Regions from separate parts of the Mus musculus genome. Here regions 2, 3 and 4 are each linked to region 1. Evidence: chromatin contacts called from public HiChIP or PLAC-seq and Micro-C data. All regions are on one chromosome and are shown on one strand. Each heading gives the region's core, a stretch centred on a gene start, on an enhancer-like site or on the middle of the called end of the contact. The rest is flanking DNA. Distances are from core to core; before and after follow the strand shown. Region 1 overlaps Zmynd8 (zinc finger, MYND-type containing 8). Region 2 has its middle 20 kb from the start of Gm31117. Region 3 overlaps Prex1 (phosphatidylinositol-3,4,5-trisphosphate-dependent Rac exchange factor 1). Region 4 has its middle 21 kb from the start of Gm30908.

The links. Hi-C and Micro-C count contacts between places; a contact is called where the count stands out from the background. HiChIP or PLAC-seq counts read pairs in DNA pulled down with a chosen protein or histone mark.
Region 2: a contact with region 1 is called in an H3K27ac HiChIP or PLAC-seq map of microglia, with 4 times the contacts expected there. The contact joins two enhancer-like sites.
Region 3: a Micro-C map of the G1E-ER4 cell line shows a contact between it and region 1. The contact joins two enhancer-like sites. A contact is called at or near these places in 3 of 484 Hi-C or Micro-C datasets (all in the G1E-ER4 cell line) and 2 of 115 datasets of contacts at active chromatin or transcription factors (astrocytes and memory CD8 T cells).
Region 4: an H3K27ac HiChIP or PLAC-seq map of large pre-B cells shows a contact between it and region 1, with 3 times the contacts expected there. The contact joins two enhancer-like sites.

What each region holds. Positions count from the first base shown.
Region 1 is chr2:165,791,968-165,794,894 of GRCm38.p6, forward strand. It overlaps Zmynd8 (zinc finger, MYND-type containing 8), which reads right to left. Exons shown (of 23, transcript NM_001363020.1): 19 at 2,428-2,667; 20 at 837-1,000; 21 at 1-4. Among named protein-coding and RNA genes, the nearest start is that of Gm29993, 62 kb to the left of the region's middle. Within about 2 kb of position 1,419, at least 95 of the 459 cell types and tissues checked have an H3K27ac peak or open chromatin away from gene starts, as enhancers often do. A contact at or near this core is called in the G1E-ER4 cell line, memory CD8 T cells and microglia, where this site is marked.
Region 2 is chr2:166,744,558-166,747,484 of GRCm38.p6, forward strand. No RefSeq gene overlaps it. Among named protein-coding and RNA genes, the nearest start is that of Gm31117, 20 kb to the right of the region's middle. Within about 2 kb of position 1,439, at least 89 of the 459 cell types and tissues checked have an H3K27ac peak or open chromatin away from gene starts, as enhancers often do. A contact at or near this core is called in microglia, where this site is marked.
Region 3 is chr2:166,664,261-166,667,187 of GRCm38.p6, forward strand. All of the region lies in intron 1 of Prex1 (phosphatidylinositol-3,4,5-trisphosphate-dependent Rac exchange factor 1), which reads right to left. Among named protein-coding and RNA genes, the nearest start is that of Gm50596, 37 kb to the right of the region's middle. Within about 2 kb of position 1,556, at least 64 of the 459 cell types and tissues checked have an H3K27ac peak or open chromatin away from gene starts, as enhancers often do. A contact at or near this core is called in the G1E-ER4 cell line and memory CD8 T cells, where this site is marked.
Region 4 is chr2:166,490,801-166,493,727 of GRCm38.p6, forward strand. No RefSeq gene overlaps it. Among named protein-coding and RNA genes, the nearest start is that of Gm30908, 21 kb to the left of the region's middle. Within about 2 kb of position 1,566, at least 77 of the 459 cell types and tissues checked have an H3K27ac peak or open chromatin away from gene starts, as enhancers often do.

The DNA.
Region 1 (2,927 bases), core at 169-2,668:
GGGTCTAGAAATATAAACAAAAAGATGAAACCATAGAACCCCAGGGAATCACAGGATGGCTCACCACTCCTCCCACCCTTAGAGGTCTCTACCTGGTGATCAGACCAGAGCCAGGGCAGGTGGACGGCCACACACTGTATACCAGATCCGAAAGGCCAGAACAAAGCATTGGAATGGTCCCCCACTCATCCCTGTCGCCTTGGCTTCCCCTACATCCACTACATCCCCAGACCTACCCAGTACCCTGCTTTGCAAAGAAGGTATATACTGCTCAAAAATCTCTTTTTACTTCATGTTAAGTCTCTTCCGAGGCAATAGTATTTTACCGACCATCTAATGATTTGGGCTCTTGAGATACACAGCTACAAGTGCAGGCAAAGAGCAGTAACCATGACCCTTAAAATGGCCCAGGCATTCAACTGTTATCACATACCCCACAGGAAGCAAGCAGCTGCTCGAGCCCTATGGTCCATCGAAACAGCACTGGCCACACGTGGCCACTTCAATCCCAAGTTACTTTAAAATAAGCAGGTCCTTGGTCACATCAGCCACACTTCTAGTCAGTGACGTGTGGCTGGTGGCTTCCAGGGCCCCAGAAGAGACATTGTTTTACCTCCGCAGGGGGGCGCCCTTCTGAACTTTGAGGAACCCCACAGAACAACTGAAGGTCCCACATACACACCAGCCCGGCTCTCCGTGTTCTCGCATGGGGGGCACACTGGCCATAAAGAACCATTCCCCACCCAGATAAACCGGAACAGTGAAGGGCATCCAGTGGTGGCAGATACAGGAAAGGGTCCTTGGTACAAGGCGACTGTCAGCTTGGGGATTCTCACCGAGTTACTACTGTCCTTGCTCTTCTCCGCTGGCGCCTCTTTCTCTTTGGGGGCGCTGGCCGGTTCTGAAGGTGCTGACTGTGTGTTGGAGGAGTTGCCCTGCGATGACTTATTTCCTGTTTCTGTGCTTGCCTCGGCATCTGCTTCCTGCTGAGGGGCAGTCGCTGGGGACCAAAGAGAACGAGAAAGTCATGAGATGCTTCAAGCCGTGTGTGAACATCCAGGAGCCCAGCTTTCAAATGGCTACCCCTCGAGGCCCCCACAGCTCAGTCCCAATTCAACCTCGCCAGGCTCCATCTCTCCCAAACCCACTTAGAGATCTCGCATGGGCCTTCGACTCTGAAACCCAGAGCTCCAAACTTTATTTGCAAATAGACCTTTTCATACTTAGCAATTCAATTTTTACATCATTTTGCTGAGAACATGTTCTCCAATCAAAGGAAACTTGTGGGGAGCCAGGATGTGACCACCGTTCAAGGAAGCCTGCAACCTCCTCCACTAGGCCTAGATCCACCTCAGCCCAGCTGAGGCAGAGTGAGAGACTAGCATCCTTTGAGAGGGGCACAGAGCTTCTGGGTGAAGAAGAGTTAGAGACAGAGACGTCACCATACCACAAAGAAAGTCCAGCTTGTAATGTCAGAGACTAACCACAGCAGGTGTTTCCTGCTAGCATCTAAAAGGAGACAACCCCTGGATGTTCCTTGCTGTCTGGGGTTATCTGGGTGGGGAGTGGTTCCTTATGGTCTTGATAACCAACCAGTTAGTCTCCGGCAAACACACACCACCTGGGTGGTGTGGGGAATGTCTTTATGGTCAGTGTGCCCCACATTCGAGAATGTGGAGAGCCCGGGTGGTGTGTGTTTGCCGGAGACTAACTGGTTGGTTATCAAGACTGACTGGACAATCGTTGTTTGGTGATGTTCATTTGGGAGAGGCCTCCGTGTAGGTACTTCTGCAATATGGTTAGTCTCTGACATTACACATTCTCGAATGTGGGGCACACTGACCATAAAGAACCACTCCCCACCCAGATAACCCCAGACAGCAAGGAACATCCAGGGGTGGTCTCTTCCTTAACCTAAGGACTGGGATAGCATCCTGTTTGAGGCAGTGGACCATTATCATCTCAAAGAGGTTCTAGGGGCTGAGAGATGGCTCAGAGGTTAAGAGCGCTACACTGGCTGCTCTTTCAGAGGTCCTGAGTTCAATTCCCAGCTCACAACCATCTGTAATGAGATCTGGTGGCCTCTTCTGGCCTCCATGCAGACAAAACAGTGTAGACATGAGAGAGAGAGAGAGAGAGAGAGAGAGAGAGAGAGAGAGAGAGAGAGAGAGAGAGAGAGAGAGAGAGAACACGAACCACAGAACCACTCTCAGCACTAGATCAACCACTCAAAAGCTCCACTAATCTGGCTGCTGAAGGCTGTAGACACTGCCAGGTTTTGAGATTTAACTTCACATCTGCGTCTCTTGTATATCAGAGCAACAGTTGTTTATGAACAGAAGTGGCAAGAGCCTGGGCAAGTGTTTTTTAGCACCCTGGCTGGGAAGCCCCACCACGCAGCCCCTGAGGTGTGCGACCAGACATTACCCGACTGGGTACAGGACTTCATGTGCTCGGGCCAGTGGGCCTGCTGACAGGGGTAGTCACAGTAGCTGGTGTTCCAGCAGCAGTAGAAAATGGCCTCCTTCTTGCAGTTGGCACACCACTGCTTCTTCTTGGTCTCGTCCACCGCCTGCTGCTTCTCCAGCTCCAGTTGCTTTTTCACCTCGGCAATGAGCCGATCCCGCTCCTGTTCCAGGCTCTGCCGCATCTCGGCCATGGTCAACTCTGGTGGAGAAGGAGGACACTAGCTGCATCACAGACCCAGCACAGGACGCCGGGCATCAGACCCCTAGCTTCACACAGACCCAACCTAAGTCTTGACTTGGAAATGGCTCCCCTAGCTCGGTGGCCCTGGGACAGTAAGTAACCCAGCTGGGACATTCATCACTCGAGTCCCATAGCCAGCTGTGGTGTCAGTGACATGTCTAGCATATAGGTGACAGGAGACCCCAGTGACGTCATCCTGAGTAATCCCAAGTTGTAGG
Region 2 (2,927 bases), core at 189-2,688, 950 kb after region 1:
CTAGCGGTGGCACAGGTCCAGGGCCCACAGCCTAAAGTCCAGTGTTCTTCAGCACTGAGGCTTGCCCTGGCGTCTGCACACCGAGGTACTTCCTCTGCCAAATTCCTGCTTTGGCTTGGTGGTTTGTGGCTCTTCCTGCTGTGCCTGGGCTGTCCGTGACTCAGTGCTGACTTCCACAAATCCACTGCCCTCCTCACTCTCCTCAAACCCCCGCAGCTCTTCACCTGGGCTTCTGAGAGTTCACACTCTCTATAGCGTGGGCGCCAGCAGTTAAGTCTGCATCTCCCACCATACTCAGAGCAGTGGGAACAGCAGTGAGGGCAGGGGCTGGGGATGTGGCTCAGTGGTCGGTGCTCGCAAGGGTGTGTGAAGCCCTTGGTTCCGTTCCCAGAACCACATATGGTTCTGTTCCTAGAACCCACCACTTCCCATCACCTTCCTTGGTGTGATCTTTCTTAGACTCAGGCCTCCAAAGTCTTCCTGATATGCACATTTATTGAGCACCTACTGTGTGTTCTCCTACAGTACCAAATACAATTGTAACTTAACTCTAAGTCAGGCAAGAATAAAAATTGGGAAATATGGTGGGTGATTGTTTTTGTTTTAAATGAAGTTTCTCAGGTCAATGAAGTGTGGTGTCGTGGGACTGGACTCACTGCGCTGGGAAGGCAAAGGGAGAGATAGAAGTCCAAAAACATTTTCAACCACACAAGGAGTTAGAGGCCAGCCTGGGCTACATAGGACCCTGTCTTTAAAAGTGTGTGTGTGTGTGTGTGAGAGAGAGAGAGAGAGAGAGAGAGAGAGAAGAGCCTTGTGGGTGACTCTGTTTGCACTGTCCCTAGAGCCCAGTGCCAGAGCCCTCATGTCTTCACCACTGTCTCTGAGGTGAGACAGGACCCATGAGTGAGACTGAAGGTAGCCAGACATCCTCATCCCAGTGCCTAGGTGACTCTTGGAGTCACCTGCCATTTCCTGTCACTTTCCTTGGTGTGATCTTTCTTAGACTCGGGCAACTGAAGCCTTCCTGATATACACATTTATTGAGCACCTACTGTGTACCCCTGCCATGGTACAGCTATAACTTAACTCTCTAGTTCAAATGAGAATAAAAATTAGGAAATATGGGTGATTTTTTAAATGAATTTTCGCAATCCAACGAAGTTGCTTATGGTAGAAATAAAACCAAAACCAATGTGCACTTTTCCTGCTGGCAGGTTTCAATACAAGCCATGACTCTCCCCCCCCCCAAACTCTAAGAATTGCCCCCTGAAGAACCCAATGAGCTTGCTTGGCTCCCACCCATTAGGTTGACTGCCACAAAAGCCAGCAGCACTGGGGGCGGGTAGTTTAGTATCACACTAGCTTGCCATACAGGAAGCCCTGGGTTCTGTCTCCAAGAACTCAAGGGGAACATTGCCTCGAGAAAACCCCAGAGCACAGAGTGGAGGAACAGGAACCTTCATGCACTGTTGGAGGGGGGACAGGGTGGGGGTAGGGCAAGGCCATGCAGCTGCAGAGCCAAACGGCAGGAGAGGCCCTCAGAAACTTAAAAATAGAGCTGATTTGGCAATGCACGCACATATACAACACACTCGCACACGCACATACATGACAGACACGCATGCATACACACAACACGCATGCATGCGTGCACACACACACACACACACACACACACACACACACCTGGATTTTGCATACCCATGGGAACTGAGAGCAGGCGTCTGAGCAAAGATTTGGACCCTAGTGTTGAAAGCAGAGGCAAAGAGTAGACACCGCCCAAGGGTCCATCAACAAAGTGGGGTGCTGAACCTAAGAGGGAATATTAGCCATCCTTGAAAAGGAAAGGAGCTCCTCACACAGGCTTACAGTGTGGATAGAGCAGCAGGCACAGTGTTAAGTGAAACAATTCAGTCACAGGCAGCGGATGACATGCAGACTCGGCTGGAGACCAACAGCCAGGGCTTGGAGTTAATAAGTAGAATTCTGGTTTTGATGAGGTATTCCAGGAGTAGAAGACAGAGAGAAAGCTCTGGACAGTGCTGCCCAACACCTAATGTCGTTGGATGCTTGTAGTCTCCCCTCCCCCAGCCTGAAACCTGCTTGCTCAGGGGTGGAGCTTCCCGCTCAATCATTCTGCCACGCCCACTGCTGGAACGTGCTGCTTTGCTGTTTGGAGCCATCACGTGATCACCCTGCTACTGGACTCCAAGATTATTTGGCGGGAATTGGGCCCCTCCCCCTTCCTTCTTAACGGAGTGCCGAAATAGTAAAAATTAAACCTTGAGCAGAGACTTTTGTCTTGGTTCCTTCCTTATCTCGCGCAGCCCAGCCCCTCTTCTCTTCCAGGTTTCCAAAATGCCTTTCCAGACTAGAACCCAGGTTGTGATCTACTGGCCAGACACAACAGATGCTAACTTTAAAGTGGTAGTATTGGGAGACGGCTTAGTGGGCAAACTGCTTGCCTTGTAAGTGCGAGGGTCCCAGAGCTCACGTAAAAGGTGAGTGCAGAAATGGATGTCTGTAAGCCCAGTGCTGAAAGGCAGAGGCAGGCAGGTCTCCTGTGCTCTGACCAGCAGCCTGGTGGAATCAGAGAGGTCTTGATTCAGTGGGAGACCCTGTCTCAAAAAGTTAGGTGGGCGATGGTGGCACACACCTTTAATCCCAGCACTTGGGAGGCAGAGGGAGGCGGATCTCCGAGTTCGAGGCCAGCTTGGTCTATAAAGTGAGTTCCAGGACAGCCAGGACTACACAGAGAAACCCTGTCTCAAACCCAAAACCAAAAATATACTAAGGTGGAAAGTTGGGAGAGACACCTGGTGTAGACTCTGGCCTCCATGCATGTACACACATAGTCACACATGCACACACATGCCACATACACACCACATACATGCCTCACAAATACACAAATTAAAAATAAAGAT
Region 3 (2,927 bases), core at 306-2,805, 870 kb after region 1:
CTGCATGCCAGACCCCAAAGCCAGGCACCCGAAGAGTTCCAGAACTTGGACACCAATGCCTACTGAAGCCGTGTGTTTGGAGATAGAAAGAAGCCAGCCAGGCTAAGGACAAGGAGAAGGACCAGTGGGGACAGCAGACACTAATCTGAAAGGGTGGCCACCGATCTCCAATCCATCGGCAGCTGGGCTTCCACCGGAGAAATCAAACATGCAGCTTCTTCAGAGGACTTTCCAACTGCAACCCCCACCCCCTTGCTGCTTGATATTATAAAAATGCCTAAGAGAAGAAGGCAAAGAAACTAGAAGAGCTGAAACGGTTTGGAGAAAGAACATTGGGACTCCCACGGCCCAATCTTCAGAATGACTGTGAAGTCATAATAATTATGCCGGCGCCCGGTGCGAGGGGAAGGGCGTGGGTCTGTGAACATGAACAGACGTGCAAGCGCCTCTCACGAGGGCAGGATGCAGCTAAAGCAAAGGATGCGAAGGAAAGTCAGCAGAGAAAGGCAGTCTTCAGCCGACAGTACCCCAGCAGTCAAACACAAAGTACAGAGTCTCAAGCCTCCTGCAAAGACAGGCTTCACACAAAACAAAGCTCTAGACAGATCCCACAGGCGAGGGGCGTGACTCAGCGAGTGAAGCAATTCCTACACAAGAGTGAGGACTCGAGTTCAGATCCACGGTGCTCAGGTAAAATACCAGGCCTGGGAGCACACACCCATCACCCTAGCACTGTGGTGCGTAGACAGGCAGGTCCCAGGGGCTCGATGACCAAGCCAGCTATCCACAATGGCAAGGTTCACATTCAGTGACAAGATTCTCTCTGAAAAAGTGAGGTGGTGAGAAATAAACTAAGATAATCAAAGTTGACCTCTGACCTCCATAGGTAACACACAGGCAGGCATGCCCCCAAATACATGTACATACAGCACACACATGTACACATACCCCACACCCACTACACACATACACATGGCACACAATATATGCTCACACTGCATACATACATACTCACACATACACACAATACATACACACACATACACACACACAATACATACACACATTTAAATACAAATCTCAAAACTATGAAACTTGAGGGAGAAAACAAGGGGAAAATACCTTTTGGCTTGAGGTTAAGCAAAGTGACATCAACATCACTTATAATTGACGCTCAAAAGCACAGAGGAAGACAAGCGCTAAATCAGCACAGAAGCCATGTTCTGTTCTGCGAAAGGCCCAGTAAGACAATGGACAAACAAGCGAGGGCTTGGGGACTATGTATGAATGACATTCTGGCAAGGGAAGTGTGCCCAGGCTATAACCCTAACCCCAAAAAAGAAACCAAGCAAACCAACCTTTAAACTAGTTTCTCATGTGACTCCTGGGGATTCACACAGAAATGTCTATCACTCCAGATAGGCAGCCACAGACCAAAGAAACCCCTCCCATCCCAAGCCCAGCTTGGTGAACCAATGGCCTTATCAGGGTTCCTTCCAAGAGCACGGGTGACTCCTGAGCAGCCAGAGGATACTAAAACCCCACCCCAGCCGGCATGGTGACTCACACAAACTAGACCACAGGAGTCCCCATCCCAACCACTCTCTCTTCTCTGTGCATTGTAGCACCCCAAGATCATGTGCAGCAGCAGAGGGGGAGGGAACCACAGCTAGAATCTTGGAGGTGGGTTTGAGGACCCTCTCTGATCTCATGATGGCCTTATCCAGGGGGTCACACGGCTAGTGTAACTTTTTTATCTTGCTGATTAGTTTCATTTGGAGGGAGCATGCCTGCAATGCCTGCAATGATGCTCCTGTGGAAGTCAGGGGACAGCTGGCAGAAGCTTGGGGCTTCAACTCCAGTCACAAGGCTTAGAGACAAGCGCCTCTGTCCACTGAGCCAGTTCACCAGCCCCGGCTACTCTGGTCTCAAGACGACACCGGCTGTGAGTATCAGGCCCAGAGGTTCTACATAAGCAGAAACATGAAAATCATAAAAAGTCAACCTTGAACACACAGCTGTGCAAAGAAGATATACGAGTGGAAGGAAGGCACAGGAAAAGCTATCCAGCGCCATCAGTGAGGGAGAGGCTGAGGAAAACCACAACCTGCCACTTCCACACGTATGTACGTACATCTGCCAGAATGGCTTAAAAGGCAAATCGACAATACCAAGTGTTGTCAGGGATGTGAACCACCAATCTCTCAGATCCCACTGGTGAGAAATTTAAGTGACCCGGCGCCTTTGCAAAGCCGCCTGCAACTTCACACGCTGCTAAGCACTCAGAGCCCACACAGCCTAACAACGCCACTCCTGGTGTCTATTCTGGATACACGAGAACTCATGTTCACAAGCAAACAGTGCATACACTCTTAACAGCGGATGTCCAGGTCAGCCAATGAGGAGGGACTCTGTGTCCTTGGGTGAATGTTGAACCGTGGGATGGTGTAAGCTCTAAAAGGAACACACTTGACACACGGAGACCCCGGCTGAACCCCAAGTGCTACCTGCTGGGACTCAGAAAGCTGTATACCATGTGAGTCCCCTGTGTGCAGTGCACAGCCTCCTTTATGTCCCCACGACATTGTCTACAGTGAAGCATATATTTTTAATTTTCTAGAAAAGACAAAACTATGGGCCATGGGAAATAGATGAGTGAGTGGCTGTGGAGGAGGAACAGACCTGAAAGCATGGCTCCTCAGAGGCCACAGAAGGTCTGTGGAGGATAGAGTTGCTCTCTACGTGGGCTGCGGTGGGAAAGAACTCCACACATGTGACGTAATGTGCATACACACCATACATGTACACACACACACACACACACACACACACACACACACACTTAACCCAAAACATCCATCTTTACTATTTTCAAATTCTAAATGTTAAATCTGTTTAACATACCTCACTCTGGGCTTTTCCAAACA
Region 4 (2,927 bases), core at 316-2,815, 700 kb after region 1:
TGGTGGTCAACCAGCCGGTTCATCTTGAGGGATACAGGAGCAAAATGTATGGTTAATGAATGATATTTTAGAAAGGTCAAGGGTCATCAGAGCCTGAGACCCAGCAGTATGGCTGAGTCCCCAGAGAACCTTGCCACAGGCTTTCCACAATAAACCCAGCTCCAGACTTGTCTGCATCTTGCTTTGGGGAGCAGAAGGAGCCTTGTCATTTACAGGCCACTACCGATGAAATGTGGCGTGTTTGGTTTTCCTCAGAGGGATGTAAGGCCAGGGCAGAACCTAGTGAGAGAGAGCTGGTTGCAGCAGGAGCAGGCCAGGCCGGGTGTGGAAAGTGTGACTGACAGGGGCCTGGCTTTCATTATCTTAGCCTTTGCGTTCATGTACGCTTGAAATTTTCCAAAAGACTGGATCCCGAGATCTAAGCACAAAATCTGAGCTGACCCCTATAAGCAGTGTCCACCATCCATGGGGCAATGTCGGCCATGAGGCTGAACTGCTGAGCAAGCCTACCTGGGCCCTGACAAAGACTGCTCCTGTAACATGGAGCTATGTGGCCTTAGGCAGGTTACTTACTCTCTCTGTGCCTCAGTTTCCTCCTTTGCTAATGGAAAGGTAACACTATATATACAACCGGGGTGCTCATTTGCCAAGGCTGCCCTAATAGGTTGTTACAAACAATGGCTAAACAACACATGCTCGTTATCACAGTCATGAAGAGACCTCAAAAGGTCCAAACTGCTCTCCTAGAGGACGCAGAGCTCTGCCTTTCCAGCGTCCAGAGGCCAGCAGCACCTGTTAACTCCACCTCCCCCATCTTCAAAGCCACAGTCACAGTCTTGCCTGACCTCTGATCTCTGACCTTTGATCTCCTGCCTTCCTCACATGAGGACTCTTGGAATTGCAGTGATCCCGCCAGAATAATCATGATATCTCCAACCAAGGGCCTTAGTCTAGTCACCTCTGAGGCATAGCTTTTACCATGCCAAGGTACACAGTACATAGGTTAAAGAGACCAGACGTGGACATCTTGGGGAACATTATTCAGCCCACTGTGAGGGGTCATTGTGGGGACTGACTGTGGGGAACACATGATTATACCTGGGTGGTAGCCATTTTCCCATTGCTATGACAAAATACCCAAGGAGAAGCAGTTTAAGGAATGAAAGATCTGTTCTGCTCTGTTCAAGGTGACAGACTGCGTCATAGGCGCGGTGGCAGAGGCAGGAAGTCTGCTGGTCACATTAGCTCTGCTGCCCGGAAGTGGGACTAAGCTGTGAAACCTCAAAGCCCTCCCCCAGTGGCCCACTTCCTTCAGCAAGGCTCCATCCCCTGAAGGCTCCACGATCAGCTGGTGACCAAGCTTTGAGCAGTGAGCCTGTGAGAAGCGTTTCACACTCAAACAACAACAACCCACACATAAGCCATCAGTAGGAACTATTATTGTAATTATCTTTATCATCAAGAGTTAATCACGGCTCGAAACATTGAATACAGCAAAGCAAGTGTGGTTTGAAATGAGAGTCATGGAAAGATTTAAAAAAAAACAAAAACAAAAAACAACTGTGGTGCCCCAACTGGCTTCTTCTCTCCCTTGTCCTGCTGCTGGAGAGCAGGCATCACGACAGGAGCTAGCACTACTATCTTGTTCCACGAGATACCCAGAAAATAGCGGCCTCGGGGAGTCAGCACGAGGAAATGGATGGGCACATGCTCCCCTTAGCACCGGGCTCACGGGACACAGCACAGCTTTAGCTTCTGGCCCCTGAGCCCAGGTCACTCACAGCAGGATGTACTCCTGATCCTTGAACTTTAATCTGTTTTTCATAAATCATAAATCATAAGAGATGCCAAGTGTGGAAAGAGGCCACGAGGCGAGAAAGCAGCTGTGTCCGCAGGGCTTTGCTGTCTTTCTTCAGCTCCAGTGAGGCGGCCGACGCAGTCACTCTGCTAATCCAGATGGGGGGGGGGTCTCAGTTGATTTTTGCCTTTTAGCAAAAATTATCTTTTTAAATGTCATAATCTCTGTTGTGAGAAGATGAAAGTTGAACTACAGGGTCGTGTGGGGAAGGAGATGGCCAGTCTGGGTGAGAATGTCCTGTGGCCTCTTTGACCCCCACCCCCCTACCTCTGCCCTTCTTCTGTCCAGCTGACAGCTCTCTAGTTGCCTTGGTCTGCTGAGAGGCCAGTCCTTCTCTATCCAAGGTTCCCTATTACGAGGTCAACGTTGGCAACGCCTGGGTGGACGCAGTAGTCTGTGGGGCTCCTCCTCCCACTCGGTCATGAGACACGAGGTGCGTTCCACGAGGTCCTTATGCTCCTGGCTGCAGTGATCTCCCACTCGGTCATGAGACAGGAAGTGCGTTCCACGTGGTCCTTATGCTCCTGGCTGCAGTGACTGAGCTGGTGGTTGTCACCTGACCCGAGCTGGTCCAATCAAGATGACTTATTTTTCTTCCTTCCCTAAAGGGTTTTATCAGCATCTATTAATTAATCACAGTGTTAATGGGTTCCTTCTGGTCTGGTCACGCATGTGCACGATGCGTTTCAGTCATGTTCACCCCATTACCCTCTCTTGTTCCCTCCCACTCTCATTAATTAATCCCCTTCCTCTTCCCAACTCTCCCCTCCAACTTTCATGGCGTGTGTGTGTGTGTGTGTGTGTGTGTGTGTGTGTGCCCCAATGAGTTGTATTAGTGTCGCTTACAGGACATAAATGATGGGTTATTTAGACTCTACAGGTGGCTATGCCCATCAACCACTCTCCTCAGGGAGGGTGGGACCCCACAAGCCCCTTCTTGTGCCACCATGTCATGGCTGGCAGCGAGCCTTTCTTGCTGCTCCCATCTGTCCTCTGACTCTTACCTGCTTTCCACCCCTCCTTTCGCAGTGTCCCCTGAGCCTTGGGGGAGGACAACAGGAAAGACTGA